Regions from separate parts of the Pan troglodytes genome. Here region 1 is linked to region 2. Evidence: chromatin contacts called from public HiChIP or PLAC-seq data. All regions are on one chromosome and are shown on one strand. The core of a region is the stretch at or near the end of the contact, and the rest is flanking DNA. Distances in the headings are between cores, read along the strand shown. Region 1 holds the start of ESRP2 (epithelial splicing regulatory protein 2). Region 2 holds the start of ACD (ACD shelterin complex subunit and telomerase recruitment factor).

Region 1 (6,501 bases), core at 361-2,860, 580 kb after region 2:
AGAGGCCTTCTCCAGTATGGAAGTCACCAGGAGGCAGTCTAGGGGCTGTGGGGGTCAACACGGCAGGTCTGGGGTTGATGGAAGTCAAAGGGTCAAGGGGGCGGTGAGAGTTGCCGGGTATCACCCTGTAGGGGGATCACCAGAAGTCACCTGGGAAAGGGGAGGGCGGCGGGAACATCAGCGTTGTTAGAGCTGTGGGGTGGTCACCAGGGATCACAGGGAAGGGCTTGTCCACGCAGATGCTAGGGCCGAGCGCTAGCCTGGCACTGAGAAGTGCCAGAGCGCGGTCGTTGTGGGTTGGGAGTGGGCAGGCCTCAATGCTGGGGAAAGGAACCCCCCAAATCCCAGAGAGCTGCACCCTAGACGAGGCTGAGAGGGGTAGAACGGGCCTGGAGCCTCACTCCTACCCCACGTGTGGGGGCCTGCCTGCTTTCGTCCCTTTCTGGACGGTGGAGAAGCTGCCTGGAGATTGCGAGCGCTCTGGCCGATGGGGGGCTAGCGTTGAGCGTGTGTGCGCGCATGCGGGCTGCAGATCCTCCCTTTTCCATCCCGCACCTACAACCCAATTGACAGCCCCACATTTGGGGCTCCCATTCCTCCCTTTGCCCAGTGGAGCTTGGTGAGGCTCCTTTATGGCGCGTTTCCCGGCCGTTCCTTACTTTCCCAAACTCTCCCAGGGAGGTGACTGAGAAACTGAATAAGTGACTGAGAAACTGAATAATCCAGCAGGAAGGAGGGGGCTCCAGCGTGGCGGGAACTGAGTCACGCGGTTGCCTAGCCCGACTCGAGACTGAGACGGGAGCCGCACCACGCGCTTTCGGACAAGGAGGGTGCTGCGGCCCGGCCCCTGGACAATGGAGAGAGCAGGGCACCCGGGCGCATCAGCAGAACTCATGCCCGGGAAAGGGGCGAGGCCCGGGGGGAGAGAGCTCAGCGTAGCTCCACTTGGCAGCTAAAGAAACAGGCGCCCGGGACGGAAATGACTCGCGCCCGGACACGGCGACAGGGAGAGCATGGGAAGTGCTTCCTTCGCCCGGCGGGTTCGAGCGAGTAGCACTTTACTTTCCCTACAGGCGGAGGCGGGCCTTGGTGCGCGGCTGTCCATCTCCGGACCGCCCACCCGGGCACTGGCCCATGCGTCTCCTCCCCCGGAAGCGGTAAGCGAATCAGGCGCGGGGGAAGGGAGAACGTTGCTCCTCGGGCCCCTCCTCCCGATAAGCCTGGAATGTCAAATATTTGTTCGCGGGGCGGGGCGCAACCGCGAGTAACGCTCCTCCCCCTCCCGCCCGGTAGCGCGCCTGCGCCTGGTGGAGGCGGCCCTTCCTCCGGCCACGCCCTTCCAGCCAACTCCCCTAAACCAGTGGCCCTAACCGCCGCATTCCTGAAGCTCCACAGAAGCACGTCGCTTCCTCCTTGGCTCCTGTCTGGGTTCCACTCTTACAGCACAGGGTCACAGCGTCCCCGCCCGGAGGTCTGGGCGCTACTCGGTCTCCTTCTCGCCCCTCCTGGCGACCTCATCTGTGCAGCCTCTAGGCCCTTTTTCCTCTTCAGCCTGAGTCTCGACGCCCGCTCTTCCCGGAAGCCACCTTCGCGAGGTGACTGCTCCATTGTGGCGTCTCTGGCAGTCCTGAGCGCTTTCCCACGGAAGACGCGCTTATGCGTGTCCAAGTCGCCGCTGGGTCGTGAACCTGAGGCACGGGCTGGTAGCACAGTGCGGCTCCCCTAAACTACCCCGGATGCCCATCCGGCTGCCCCCATAGCAAGACAACTCCTGCAACTTAGATTCTTTTTATTTTATTTTATTTTTTTAATTTTTATTATTCTTTTCTTTGAGACGGAGTCTTGCTCTTGTTGCCCAGACTGGAGTGCAATGGCGCGATCTCGGCTTACTGCAACCTCCGCCTCCTGGGTTCAAGCGATTCTCCTGCCTCAGCCTCCCAAGTAGCTGGGATTACAGGCGTGCACCACCACGCCTGTATTTTTTTAGTAGAGACGGGGTTTCACCATGTTGATCAGGCTGGATGGTCTCGAACTCCTGACCTCAGGTGATCCACCCGCCTCGGCCTCCCAGTGCTGGGATTACGGGCGTGAGCCACCACGCCTGGCTAATTTTTGTATTTTTTGCAGAGACGGGGTCTCGCCATGTTGACCAGGCTGGTCTCGAACTCCGCCCACCTCGGCCTCCCGAAGGGCTAGAATTATAGGCATGAGCTACCGTGCACTCAGCTCCAACCCTTGGATTCTTCTTTAAAAACCAAATTCGTTTAAATACTGGGCAGGAGGATGGGGTCCTGTTTTGCTGAGATCCCTTACTCATCTTCAGATGAGTCCTTCCAGATCACCCCATTATTACTAAACAACCCACACTCCTGACCCCAACCGACCCTCATTGCTTTCTGCCCCCCAACCCCCCAACTTAACCAACTTATAACACGATTTATTAATCGTGTATTGTCTCCCCGCTCCATCATCCTATCCTCGAAGATAGAGGCTTACCCCCAACGCCTGTCACTGAATGAATGAACTGTTGTCTAAGGCTAGCTTCTTCTGCCACAGGGTATTTCAGCAATGGTAAGACACAGGCCTTTGCAGTAGGGTCTCATCTGTGCCCTTTCCTCCTCTCCAGCCCTGCCCCTTCTCTATCTAGGGCTCCAGCTCTTCCTCCAGAATTTTTTTTTTTTTTTTTTTGAGACAGAGTCTCGCTCTGTCCCCCAGGCTGGAGTGCAATGGCATGATCCCGGCTCACTGCAACCTCCGCCTCCTGGGTTGACGCGATTCCTCTGCCTCTGCCTCTGCCTCAGCCTCCCGAGTAGCTGGGACTACAGGCGCGCGCCACCATGCCGGGTTAATTTTTGTATTTTTAATAAAGATGGGATTTCCCCATATTGAACAGGCTGGTCTCGAACTCCTGACCTCGTGATCCGCCCGCCTCGGCCTCCCAAAGTGTTGGGATTACAGGCATGAGCCACCGCTCCCGGCCTTCCTCCAGATTTTCTACCTTCCGCAGGGGTACCTTCTGTAGTTTGAGATTTCTGTACTTCTCTAAAAATTGTCCCCCACCCCCACCCGACTCCTCGCTCCCCTGGGGTTCATGAATTAATGAATAGGAGATTGGTACGGCAGAGAGGTAAGCAAGGCCCCGGCGGCCCAGGCCGCCTGAGGTCAGCCGCCTTTCTCAAAACCGCGTGCCAGATATTTGGAAGAAAGAACTGGGTTCCGTGGGCCTCATACTCGCGAAATTTTACCCTCACCTTGGCCCTCAGGCCTGCCTGGGCTGCACTCCTAAAGGCAGCCGGCGCTGTTGCTTCGGGGACATGAAAGCCCGGGCAGATACAGGGTGGGAGGCGGGAAGCGTGGCGGGTCTCCTGGAACCTCCAGGGCGTCTAGGAGTGGTGCGAAAACGCCCTCCCTCCTTCCCTTCGCTACCAAGAAAGATCTCGCAGTGGAAGAGGATTCGACGCTGGGGATCACCGCGGAGATCCACACTCGCCTGCCCAGACCCGTCCCCGCTCTCAGCGACCCTCCTTATGTCCCGGGCCACCCCACTAGCCAGCGCGTTGGGCCCCACCTCCCGGGTTGGGATCCCCGCACCTGTGCGGAGTGGCTGCCGAGCACCCGCCAGAGGGCGCGCTGACTCCGTTGCCAGAACCAGGGGGGCAGGGGCGTGCGCCCGAGGTCGAGCAAAGCACCAGTACAGTGGTGAAAAGGGGGTCCCCTAGATGCCCCCATCAGGCCAATACCCTTTGGCTTTATTTTTATTTTATTTTATTTTAATTTTATTTTGAGACGGAGTTTTGGTCTCGTCTCCCAGGCTGGAGTGCAATGGCGCGATTTCGGCCCACTGCAACTTCCGCCTCCCGGGTTCAAGCCGTTCTCCTGCCTCAGCCTCCTGAGTAGCTGGGATTACAAGTGCTCGCCACCACGCCCGGCTAATTTTTGTATTTTTAGTAGAGACGGGGTTTCACCATGTTAGCCAGGCAGATCTCAAACTCCTGACCTCAAGTGATCTGCCTGCCTCGGCCTCCCAAAGTGCAGGGATTAGAGGCGTGAGCCACTGCGCCTGGCCTATTTTATTTTGTTTTATTTTATTTTAATTTTTTTGAGACAGAGTCTTGCTCTGTCGCCCAGGCTGGAGTGCAGTGGCACGATTTTGGCTCTCTGCAACCTCCGCCTCCCGGGTTCAAGCGATTCTCCTGCCTCAGCCTCCTGAGTAGTGGGATTACAGGCACGCAACACCACGCCTAGCTAATTTTTGTATTTCTAGTACAGATAGGGTTTCACCATGTTGGTCAGCCTGGTCTCGAACTCCTGACCTCGTGATCCGCCCGCCTCTGCCTCCCAAAGTGCTGGGATTACAGGCGTGAGCCACCACGCCCGGCTTATTTTATTTTTATTTATTTTTGAGACAGAGTCTCATTCTGTCACCCAGGCTGGAGTGCAATGGCACAATCTCGGCTCACTGCAACCTCCACCTCCCAGGTTCAAGTGATTCTTGTGCCTCAGCCTCCTAAGTAGCTGAGATTACAGGCCCACACCACCACGCCTGGCTAATTTTTTGTATTTTTAGTAGAGACAGGGTTTCGCCACATTGCGCAGGCAATATGCCCACCTCGGCCTCCCAAAGTGCTAGGATTACAGGTGTGAGCCACCATGCCCGGCCTTTTATTTTATATTTTATTTTTTAAAATTTTATTGAAACGGAGTTTCCCTCTGTCACCCAGGCTGGAGTGCAGTGGCATGATCTCTGTTCTGGGCCCTTTGCCTCCAGGGTTCTGTTGTGGCTGGATCAGTGTTAGGCATCTCGGGGCTGCAGGGAGACTGGCTGCAGAGGAATGGGGGACTGCTGAGCCATGAGCTTTAGGGAGATTCCACCGGCCTCTAAATGGACTCAGCTCTGGCCACCAAATCAGCCCGAAAGCCCTGGGCTTAGTTTGGTTGCCTCAAGCCCGGGATCCACCTAGTTCAGGTAGGGGAGCTTGGAGCTTAGGCCAGTGAGAGGGAGTGCAAAGGGCCAGGTAGCAGGAGGGGCGAAGGGTGTTGGCTGTGTGCTCACCCAAGGAAGATAGCACAACTAGACTGGCTCCTCAGTCTCTGGATTTATTCTGTTGATGAAAAGAGTCAAACTCTGTAAAATAGTTGGACACTTTTTTTTTTTTTTTGAGACAAGAGTCTCGTTCTGTCACCCAGGCTAGCATGCAGTGGCGCGATCTCGGCTCGCTGCAAGCTCCGCCTCCCAGGTTCACGCCATTCTCCTGCCTCAGCCTCCCGAGTAGCTGGGACTACAGGCACCTGCCACCATGCCTGGCTAATTTTTCGTATTTTTAGTGGAGACAGGGTTTCATTGTGTTAGCCAGGATGGTCTCGATCTCCTGACCTCATGATCCGCCCGCCTCGGCCTCCCAAAGTGCTGGGATTACAGGTGTGAGCCACCATGCCCGGCCTGGACGCTTTTTTTGGATGGAGTCTTGCTCTGTCTCCCAGGCTGGAGTGCAGTGACATGATCTTGGCTCACTGCAACCTCCGCCTCCCAGGTTCAAGTGATTCTCCTGCCTCAGCCTCCCGAGTAGCTGGGACTACATGTGCCCGCCACCACGGCCAGCTAATTTTTCTATTTTTATAGAGATGGGTTTCGCCTTATTGGCTAGGCTAGTCTCAATCTCCTGACCTCAGGGGATCCACCCACCTCGGCCTCCCAAAGTGTTGGGATTACAGGCGTGAACCACTGCGCCCGGCCCTATTCAGACCTGTGAAAGGTGCTAAACTCTTAATCTCTTCAGGTTTGGGAGGGCCTGGAAGAAAATCTAGCTATGTTAATAGAGATTCTTTACAGATGCAAAATTTCCTCCACAAAGGACAGTTTTGCAGGACCATTTCAAAGTATGGCAAAGAAACATTGTTTTGGAATATTTTGACTTTCTTGTCACCTAATGTTATGCCAGAGTCAGATTGCAAAGTAAGTTCCGATATATAGGATTAAATAAAACCCATCTAATGAGAATTTATGGTTTGTAGGGCAAACCATACAATTTGAGCAAGATAAAAAAAAAAAAATCGGGGCCGGGTGTGATGGCTCATACCTGTAATCCCAGCACTTTGGGAGACCTAGGTGGGCGGATCACCTGAGGTCAGGAGTTCAAGACCAGCCTGGCCAACATGGCGAAATCCCGTCTCTACTAAAAAATACAAAAATTAGCTGGGCGTGGTGGCGGGTGCCTGTAATCCCAGCTATTCAGGAGGCTGAGGCAGGAGAATCGCTTGAACCCAGGAGGCAGAGGTTGCAGTGAGCCGGGATCACGCCACTGCTCTCCAGCCTGGGTGACAGAGCAAAACTCCGTCTCAAAAAAAAAAAAAAAATGGTGTCAGCCTGGCATGTGGAGAACGACCCACAGGAACGAGGGCGTGCATTGGGACATCAGTGACGAGGCTGTTGTGGGAATAGGGTAGTGTGGTTTGGGGAGTGGCAAGCCCTTATGACCACCTGAGTTGTGGTTCTGAGAAGCA
Region 2 (7,081 bases), core at 2,885-5,384:
TTCCCCACTCCAATCCTGGCCTCGGGGCTGGAGGAGTTCCTGCTGGGAACTCAGCTCCTCTAAGGACCCTGAGGGTGGGAGGCAAGGGCTGGAGTGGGGGCAGCTGTTGGAATACCCCTGATTCCCTGGCCTCCCTCAGATGGCCAGCTGAGGCCGAGGCCTCTCTCGGCAGGGCGGCGAGCAGTGTCTGTGCATGAGGACCAGCTCCAGGCCCCTGCTGGTGAGGGGAGACACCTCCACGTGTGCTTGAATGCAGGAGATGTGGGAGGGTGGGCTTCTGGGGCTCCCTTCATAGCTTTGGTCCTTGGAGGGAGCCACCAGTGTGTGAGGGCTCAAGAAATCAGGGAGCCAGAAGACCAGGTGCAAGGGTTTGACAACAAGCCCTTCCAACTAGCACTGGCTCCAGTTCCCGAAGAGCAGCCTCTGCCAGGGGTGAGGACGCAGGGACGGGGGATGCTCTGAAGGCAGCAGTGTGTGTGAGTGCATGCTTATGTGCACTGGAGGTGGAAGAGAGGGGCAGGGGATGGACAGACCCCAAGCCTTAGCAACCCACCCCAAGCTTTTCTGTGTCCCTTAGAACGGCCCCTGAGGCTGCAGCGCTCCCCCGTCCTCAAACGCAGGCCAAAACTCGAGGCACCTCCATCCCCAAGCCTAGGTAAGAGGGGGTCCAGGCCAGCTGGGAGGGTGGCGGGACTGCTTAGCCCAGCCCTGACCCTTCCTCTCTCTCCCTCCCTCCCCTCACAGGATCTGGCCTTGGAACCGAGCCTCTGCCCCCACAGCCCACAGAGCCCTCCAGCCCTGAGCGGAGCCCACCCTCCCCAGCCACAGACCAAAGAGGCGGCGGCCCCAATCCCTGATCCTCTCCTCTCCTGCCGCATGAGATTATTTTATTAAAAAACTCAAAGGAAGCAGAGTGTGGAGCGGTATCTGTCCTGTGTGACGTCTCACATCGGATTTGGCTCAGACCCTGGCTGTGCATCCATCAGAAAGTGCAAGGCCCAGGCCATGAGCTGGGGAGGAAGCCTGGAAAGAAACCACCGCTGCAGGTCAATGGAGCCTGGGACTAGTGACCAAGAGTGGGGGCAGACCCAGGCACTCACCTGGCAGCTTGGACCCGAGCACAGAGGGACGTGCAGGGTGGCTCATACTCATACTGGAAGGCAGAACCATCACGATGCCTCTTTGGGGGTTCCTGAAAGGGGTATGGTGTCTGGGGAAGAGCTAACAAGGACCCCAACCCCATCCAAGGCTACCCATGCTCCCTCCCAGCTCTACCTCAGGCCTTCCTTGTTCTACCCTCCAGCTGCAGAGGGGCTATGCTCACCCAGACAGAGCAGGGCTCCTGGGCTCCCTTGGTAGCTCCGGTCCTGGGAAAAGGCGGCCGATTCTTGCAGGGTAACCCTACAAACTCCTTGAACTCCAGGCTAGGTTTCTGGGGCCTGGTCACAAGAGCCTGGTGTGGACTGGGGACATGGCTACGGGGTGAGAGACTGGGAGTGCAGCTCTGGAGTGGGGAGCTGGGGGTACGGCTGGCGTGTGGGGACCTGGGGGTCAGGGTGGCAGGCGCTGAGCAGATGGCTGGTGAGGGCTGGGAGCTGCTCCTCTGCCCTGGGTCTGGAGCAGCCAAGGACAGGGCAGGCAGAAGGCTGATGCTGGTACCACTTTCCTCGGATGACATGTGGCCGGGTAAGGCCGGGGTTCCTGAGGAGGAGGGGACTTATTGTAGGCACAGCCCTCTCCGCTCAGGGCAGCTGAGTGGCCTGCGAGCTCAGACAGGACTGCAGGGACCGTGTTCATCCCCCACCCACCGTGCACCTTTCACAGCATCCTGCACAGCCCGGGAACCTGACTGACAGGCGGCAGTGAGTGCCTGTGACCTGTGCATCACCTCACCTGAGGAACTGGGTGAGGAAGGAGGAGAGGCTATGAGGGTCAGAGATAGGTCCTGCAGAGCCGGGTCTGGTGGGGGCAGCTCAGGGCCTGGGGGGTTCAGGAAGTCTTATCAGCACTGTGGACCTGGGCCCCAGGTATCCCCCCAACCTCTCCAGTCCCCCTTACCCTGTGTCCTCTGACAGGGGCCTAGAGAGCTCAGAATTAGCTGGTCATTCTCAGAGATGCACAGCATTGAGCTGGGGACAGTGTACACAGCTTCTCCCTGTGGGACATGAACTCTGTAGGACAGGCCCGTTTACTCTCATGTCCTGTGGAATATGACCCTTGCCCAACTCCTCACCCTGACATCTCCCAAGCAAATCCCCAGACTGACCGTGGCCTTGCATCGTGAGGCAGCCCAGTGGGTGACGGGGGGTGCCGTGCAAGGGCCCTCCAGTGTCAGGCAGCTTTCAGCCAGGCACACGAGTGCCCCCTGATGCTCCTGGTCCTCCCGCATTTCATCCAGAAGCTGGGACAGTGATAGGCCTGGGGACAGGGGACCATGGGATGAGTCAAGGCTTAAAGGGGAGGACCAGGAGGGTGAGGGGGAAGACAGCTTATTGAGGAAGCATAAGGTTAAGGCTGGAGAGGTCACTGCACAGGGTGTTAGGATCACTGGTCAAGCCCTACAGTACCTGCATTGGACGAGGTGGACTCTGAAAGGTGCTCCCTACAGGAAGAGAGTGGCCAGGACTCAGGAACCATGCTGAGGCCCGTCTACCTAGATACACCATCCCCTCACCAAACCACACGTGGCCCCCGAGCCCAACCCCAGACTCACTCAAGGCAGTCATAGAGCTTTTTCTGAACATCTAAGTCTTGGTTGCTAAGAAAAAGAGAAGGGTAGTTAATGGGGGCCCAAGCCCTCCTACCCCATAGGCGTCTGCCAGCGCCGGCCAGGCTGGGGTGGGGAGAGCCGCTGGAGGGCGGAGGCATCACTTACCAACCAGGCACCCGTAGCCGGGGCTGCTCCGTGGGCAGCAGGCTGAAGCGGTCCACCTGGAGATAGAACTCTGCGGGCTGGAGGAGTTCGTGGGGAAGGGGAGGTCTCAGAATCGTCACGAAGAGTCATGCCCGGTAACCCGCCCAAGACAGTCTCACCACTCACCGCGCCGCCCTCAGCGACCTGGACATGAACCCCGCAGTCCTGCAGCAGCAGCAGCCGGCCCTCTGTCCCGCGGAAGCCGAACTCCTTCTCCTCCCTACGACAAGCAGGATCCTCACTGCCGGGCCCACCTGAACACAAGGCCCGCCCACCTCGCGCTCTCCTGCCGGACTCCGACCTCCGGAGCCGCGCGGGGCCTCTCACCAGTCCGAGGTGTCCAGGGCCTCCCGCGTCACCAGGCATCGGACACTGTGGGTCCCGTCAGACACAAGCAGCGTGGCCCCGACGTCGGACGTATCAGGGGCGTGGGATGGGCCCGCGACCGCGGCCTCGGCCTCCTGTAGTACCTGACGGCGGCGAGCGGCGTCAATCCCACCACCCCGGGCCTCCGCCTCGGTCTCCGGGCCCTGAATGGGGGCTCACCTCGAGCAGCTGCCCGGCTCGTGGACTGGAGAGTGTCTCTGACCCCAGAATCAGCTCCCGAATCCAGGGCCGTAGGACCAGCCTCCCCGAACCTGCCATCCCCACGGCTACACCCAGCGGATGCAAGGGGCCCGGGTTTCCCGCGGGCGCCCAGGCCCCGCCTTTCCTCGGAAGAGGAAGCTCCTTCGGCTGGGCGGGGCCGGAGGAGGAGGCCCCGCCCACGTATACCCCAAGCCTGCGCACGAGGGCGTCCTGCTCGGGGGCCTGTGTGCAGACTCCCGCTGGTCCACCCCGCTGGTGCACGGGATGCTGGCCCGTTTACTCTCATCGCGGCGTCACTCTGACAGCGGCCAGGCATTTGGGCCGTTTGTCAAGATTCCTGTGGTACCGGTAGGGAACAGAACAAGGGCTGGTCCCGTCCCTGGAGAGGGTTCCAGGGCCGGAGGCTGAGGCCGAGTGCCGTCCGAGCGAGTTGACTCGAAACCATTTAAGCACCGTGTGACCCCCGAACGGTTCAGCACATATTTATTATGACTCAGTTTCCTCATCTACACAGTGCACGGTCTTGTAAGGCCAGTGGAAATAAGAGCACACACACAGCGCTAAATAAATGGTACTTCCTTCGCCCTCCCCTCGGATTGGCGGAGCCCTGCTCCCCAGACTCCGGGGGCGCGCGGACCTCAGCGTGATGACGCAAGAGCGGAGGACGGCTCCTCTCCATCCACGGCTCCGTTTCCTAGGAAACGTGGACTCCGCGTTCCACTCTGCGTCGCTGCCCCCTTGACGTCACGCTCCGGATGGGAAGGCGGGGCGTGTGCTACCGCCAGGGGCGGGGCGGCGCGGGCGGGCCGGCCGGGCTGTGCACCTGCGCCTCGGCGGGCCGCCTGGGGCACCGTCCCCGGCCCGCCCGGCCCCGCCATGGCCCGGCCGCAGAGGACTCCGGCGCGCAGTCCCGATAGCATCGTCGAGGTGAAGAGCAAAGTAAGGGCTCCTCCGGCCTCGGCCCTAGGCGCTCCCAATTCCCTCTTTCTCCCCTTCCCAGCTCCTTGGTCCCCGCCACCTCTTCCCTCTATCCTCCAAGTCCCATTCTGCTTTTCTGCTCGCCTTCCCCCATCCGTCTTCCTTCCTCCACTGCTGGTCTCCAGCTCTCTGTGGCCTGAGTACCTGGAGGGCGGTAAGAAGACCTTGGACAGCGTCCCTGGTACTGGAGCTGAGGTCTGGGCTTAAGGCTGCCGCAAAAGCGGCAGCCGCATCTTTCCCATCCCTGCCAGCCTGCGGTGAGAAAGGGGCGCAGGCTGTCCTGACTCCTCCTCTCCCCCAACCCCGACTTCCAGTTTGACGCCGAGTTCCGACGCTTCGCGCTGCCTCGCGCTTCGGTGAGCGGCTTCCAGGAGTTCTCGCGGTTGCTGCGGGCGGTGCACCAGATCCCGGGCCTGGACGTGCTACTTGGCTATACGGATGCTCATGGCGACCTGCTGCCCCTCACCAACGACGACAGCCTGCACCGGGCCCTGGCCAGCGGGCCCCCGCCACTGCGCCTACTGGTGCAGAAGCGGGGTGAGGAGGGGTACAGTGGGCAGCCTCTGTGGGGTAAGGTGTCTGTGGGGCAGGTCTACAAGGGTTAGTCCATGCCCAGGGTACCCAAGCGTCACCCTCTGCAGTCCCTGCCCTTGGCTTGACCTCCAAGTGGTAGGAAATAGCTACAGTGCCCCCTGTAAACAGCCCAAGTCGGGGAGCAGGTCTCTGATCTCAATATTCCCCCTCTTCTGCAGCAGAAGCTGACTCCAGCGGCCTGGCTTTTGCCTCCAACTCTCTGCAGCGGCGCAAGAAAGGGCTCTTGCTGCGGCCAGTGGCACCCCTGCGCACCCGGCCACCCTTGCTAATCAGCCTGCCCCAAGATTTCCGCCAGGTTTCCTCAGTCATAGACGTGGACCTACTGCCTGAGACCCACCGACGGGTGCGGCTGCACAAGCATGGTTCAGACCGCCCCCTGGGCTTCTACATCCGAGATGGCATGAGCGTGCGTGTGGCTCCCCAGGGCCTGGAGCGGGTTCCAGGAATCTTCATCTCCCGCCTGGTACGTGGGGGTCTGGCTGAGAGTACAGGGCTGCTGGCGGTCAGTGATGAGATCCTCGAGGTCAATGGCATTGAAGTAGCCGGGAAGACCTTGGACCAAGTGACGGACATGATGGTTGCCAACAGCCATAACCTCATTGTCACTGTCAAGCCCGCCAACCAGCGCAATAACGTGGTGCGAGGGGCATCTGGGCGTTTGACAGGTCCTCCCTCTGCAGGGCCTGGGCCTGCTGAGCCTGATAGTGACGATGACAGCAGTGACCTGGTCATTGAGAACCGCCAGCCTCCCAGTTCCAATGGGCTGTCTCAGGGGCCCCCGTGCTGGGACCTGCACCCTGGCTGCCGACATCCTGGTACCCGCAGCTCTCTGCCCTCCCTGGATGACCAGGAGCAGGCCAGTTCTGGCTGGGGGAGTCGCATTCGAGGAGATGGTAGTGGCTTCAGCCTCTGACAGTCAGGATGAAGCCCCATGCCACTCCACACTGCTGGGACATGGCAGGGACTTCACAGTGGGGGTTTTTAGCTGGCTCACAGGGCTCCCTCAGCCTGGGGAACATTAAAGGTTTTCTACAAATACAGTCATGGTCCTTGTGTGTCCCAGTCCCAGCCTCCTCCCTGGTCCCACCAGCTTGCCTTCTGCTCTGGACTAAGGCAGGAGTGACACTGGGGAGAACTTCCTGCAATCAAGCAGCAGGAGGGCCACCAGGCTTGGCATTTTTAGGGTAAGAAAAGCTCTTATGGAAACAAATCCTGTGTACAAAATGTTTAATTTTGACAAAGCAGTTAAAAGGCTGGGGTGGCCCTTCTGCAGCCACTGGTGACTGGGAAGAGTGCTCTAGGGACACTGGCCACCCCCCTGCTCCTGTCTTCAGACCTCTGCTCTGGGATTGGGTCCAACCCTGTCCTTTGCAGCCATGTGGCGATCCTCAGCATGGAGCTCCTTGCCACTGTCCCCCAAAGGGGCTCAGTCATCCATCTTCACGAAGACTTTGGGCCGAGAAAAGATCTTGATGGACTCCTCTACCTGCACCAGCTTCCGGTCCAGCTCAGCACGGTGGCTCTGGGCTCTCAGTGAGTCTGCCCCAGCAGGCAGCAGTACCAGCTCACGCAGCAGCTGGCTCTGGCCTACAGGGGGCCCGGGAACAGTGAGAACAGTGAGTGTTGGGCAGGGGTGCCTGGTCCCCAGTGGGGCCCCCCTCCAGCCTCCCTGCCCAGGTACTCACTCTGGAGCAGCTTGGTCAGTGTTTCCAGCCGCTGGTTCTCAGGCATGCGCGTGTGGCCTGGGGGCATGGCAGGGTCCGGCTGGCTCTGCTTGCGGGCCTCGGCCTCCCGCCGCCACAGGTCCCTGCGCTCCAACAAGCTGTGGGTACACAGGCTCAGGGTTGATGACCTGAGGGCAGAGTTTGGTTCCCACCCTCCACAGGTGTCCTTCACCCTGAGTGTCAGGCAGTGAGACCTACTAATGTGGCACATGGCCCTTCTGCGTGGCATTGTAGTGCTCCTGGGCCTGACGCTGCTGCTCTAGCACTTGTGCCAGGACCTGCA

Evidence for each region. HiChIP or PLAC-seq counts read pairs in DNA pulled down with a chosen protein or histone mark.
Region 1: an H3K4me3 HiChIP or PLAC-seq map of stem cell-derived excitatory neurons shows a contact between it and region 2, with 5 times the contacts expected there. The contact joins the promoter of ESRP2 here to the promoter of ACD in region 2. A contact is called at or near these places in 1 of 7 Hi-C or Micro-C datasets (stem cell-derived neural progenitor cells) and 1 of 1 datasets of contacts at active chromatin or transcription factors (stem cell-derived excitatory neurons).

The regions. Positions count from the first base shown.
Region 1 is chr18:66,282,115-66,288,615 of NHGRI_mPanTro3-v2.0_pri, forward strand. ESRP2 (epithelial splicing regulatory protein 2) reads right to left here and starts at 1,611. Exons shown (of 15, transcript XM_063797308.1): 1 at 1,372-1,611.
Region 2 is chr18:65,700,670-65,707,750 of NHGRI_mPanTro3-v2.0_pri, forward strand. It overlaps ACD (ACD shelterin complex subunit and telomerase recruitment factor), which reads right to left and starts at 4,135. Exons shown (of 11, transcript XM_054669442.2): 1 at 3,461-4,135; 2 at 3,242-3,384; 3 at 3,041-3,134; 4 at 2,876-2,952; 5 at 2,714-2,758; 6 at 2,568-2,602; 7 at 2,267-2,418; 8 at 2,059-2,155; 9 at 1,325-1,701; 10 at 1,101-1,192; 11 at 871-1,023. The coding sequence starts at 3,559. The coding sequence ends at 945. PARD6A (par-6 family cell polarity regulator alpha) reads left to right here and starts at 4,255. Exons shown (of 3, transcript XM_009431052.4): 1 at 4,255-4,441; 2 at 4,795-5,017; 3 at 5,236-6,114. The coding sequence starts at 4,379. The coding sequence ends at 5,987. It overlaps CARMIL2 (capping protein regulator and myosin 1 linker 2), which reads left to right. Exons shown (of 38, transcript XM_016928867.4): 36 at 140-220; 37 at 578-655; 38 at 745-908. The coding sequence ends at 857. ENKD1 (enkurin domain containing 1) reads right to left here. Exons shown (of 7, transcript XM_016928872.4): 5 at 6,997-7,081; 6 at 6,760-6,896; 7 at 6,287-6,661. The coding sequence ends at 6,501.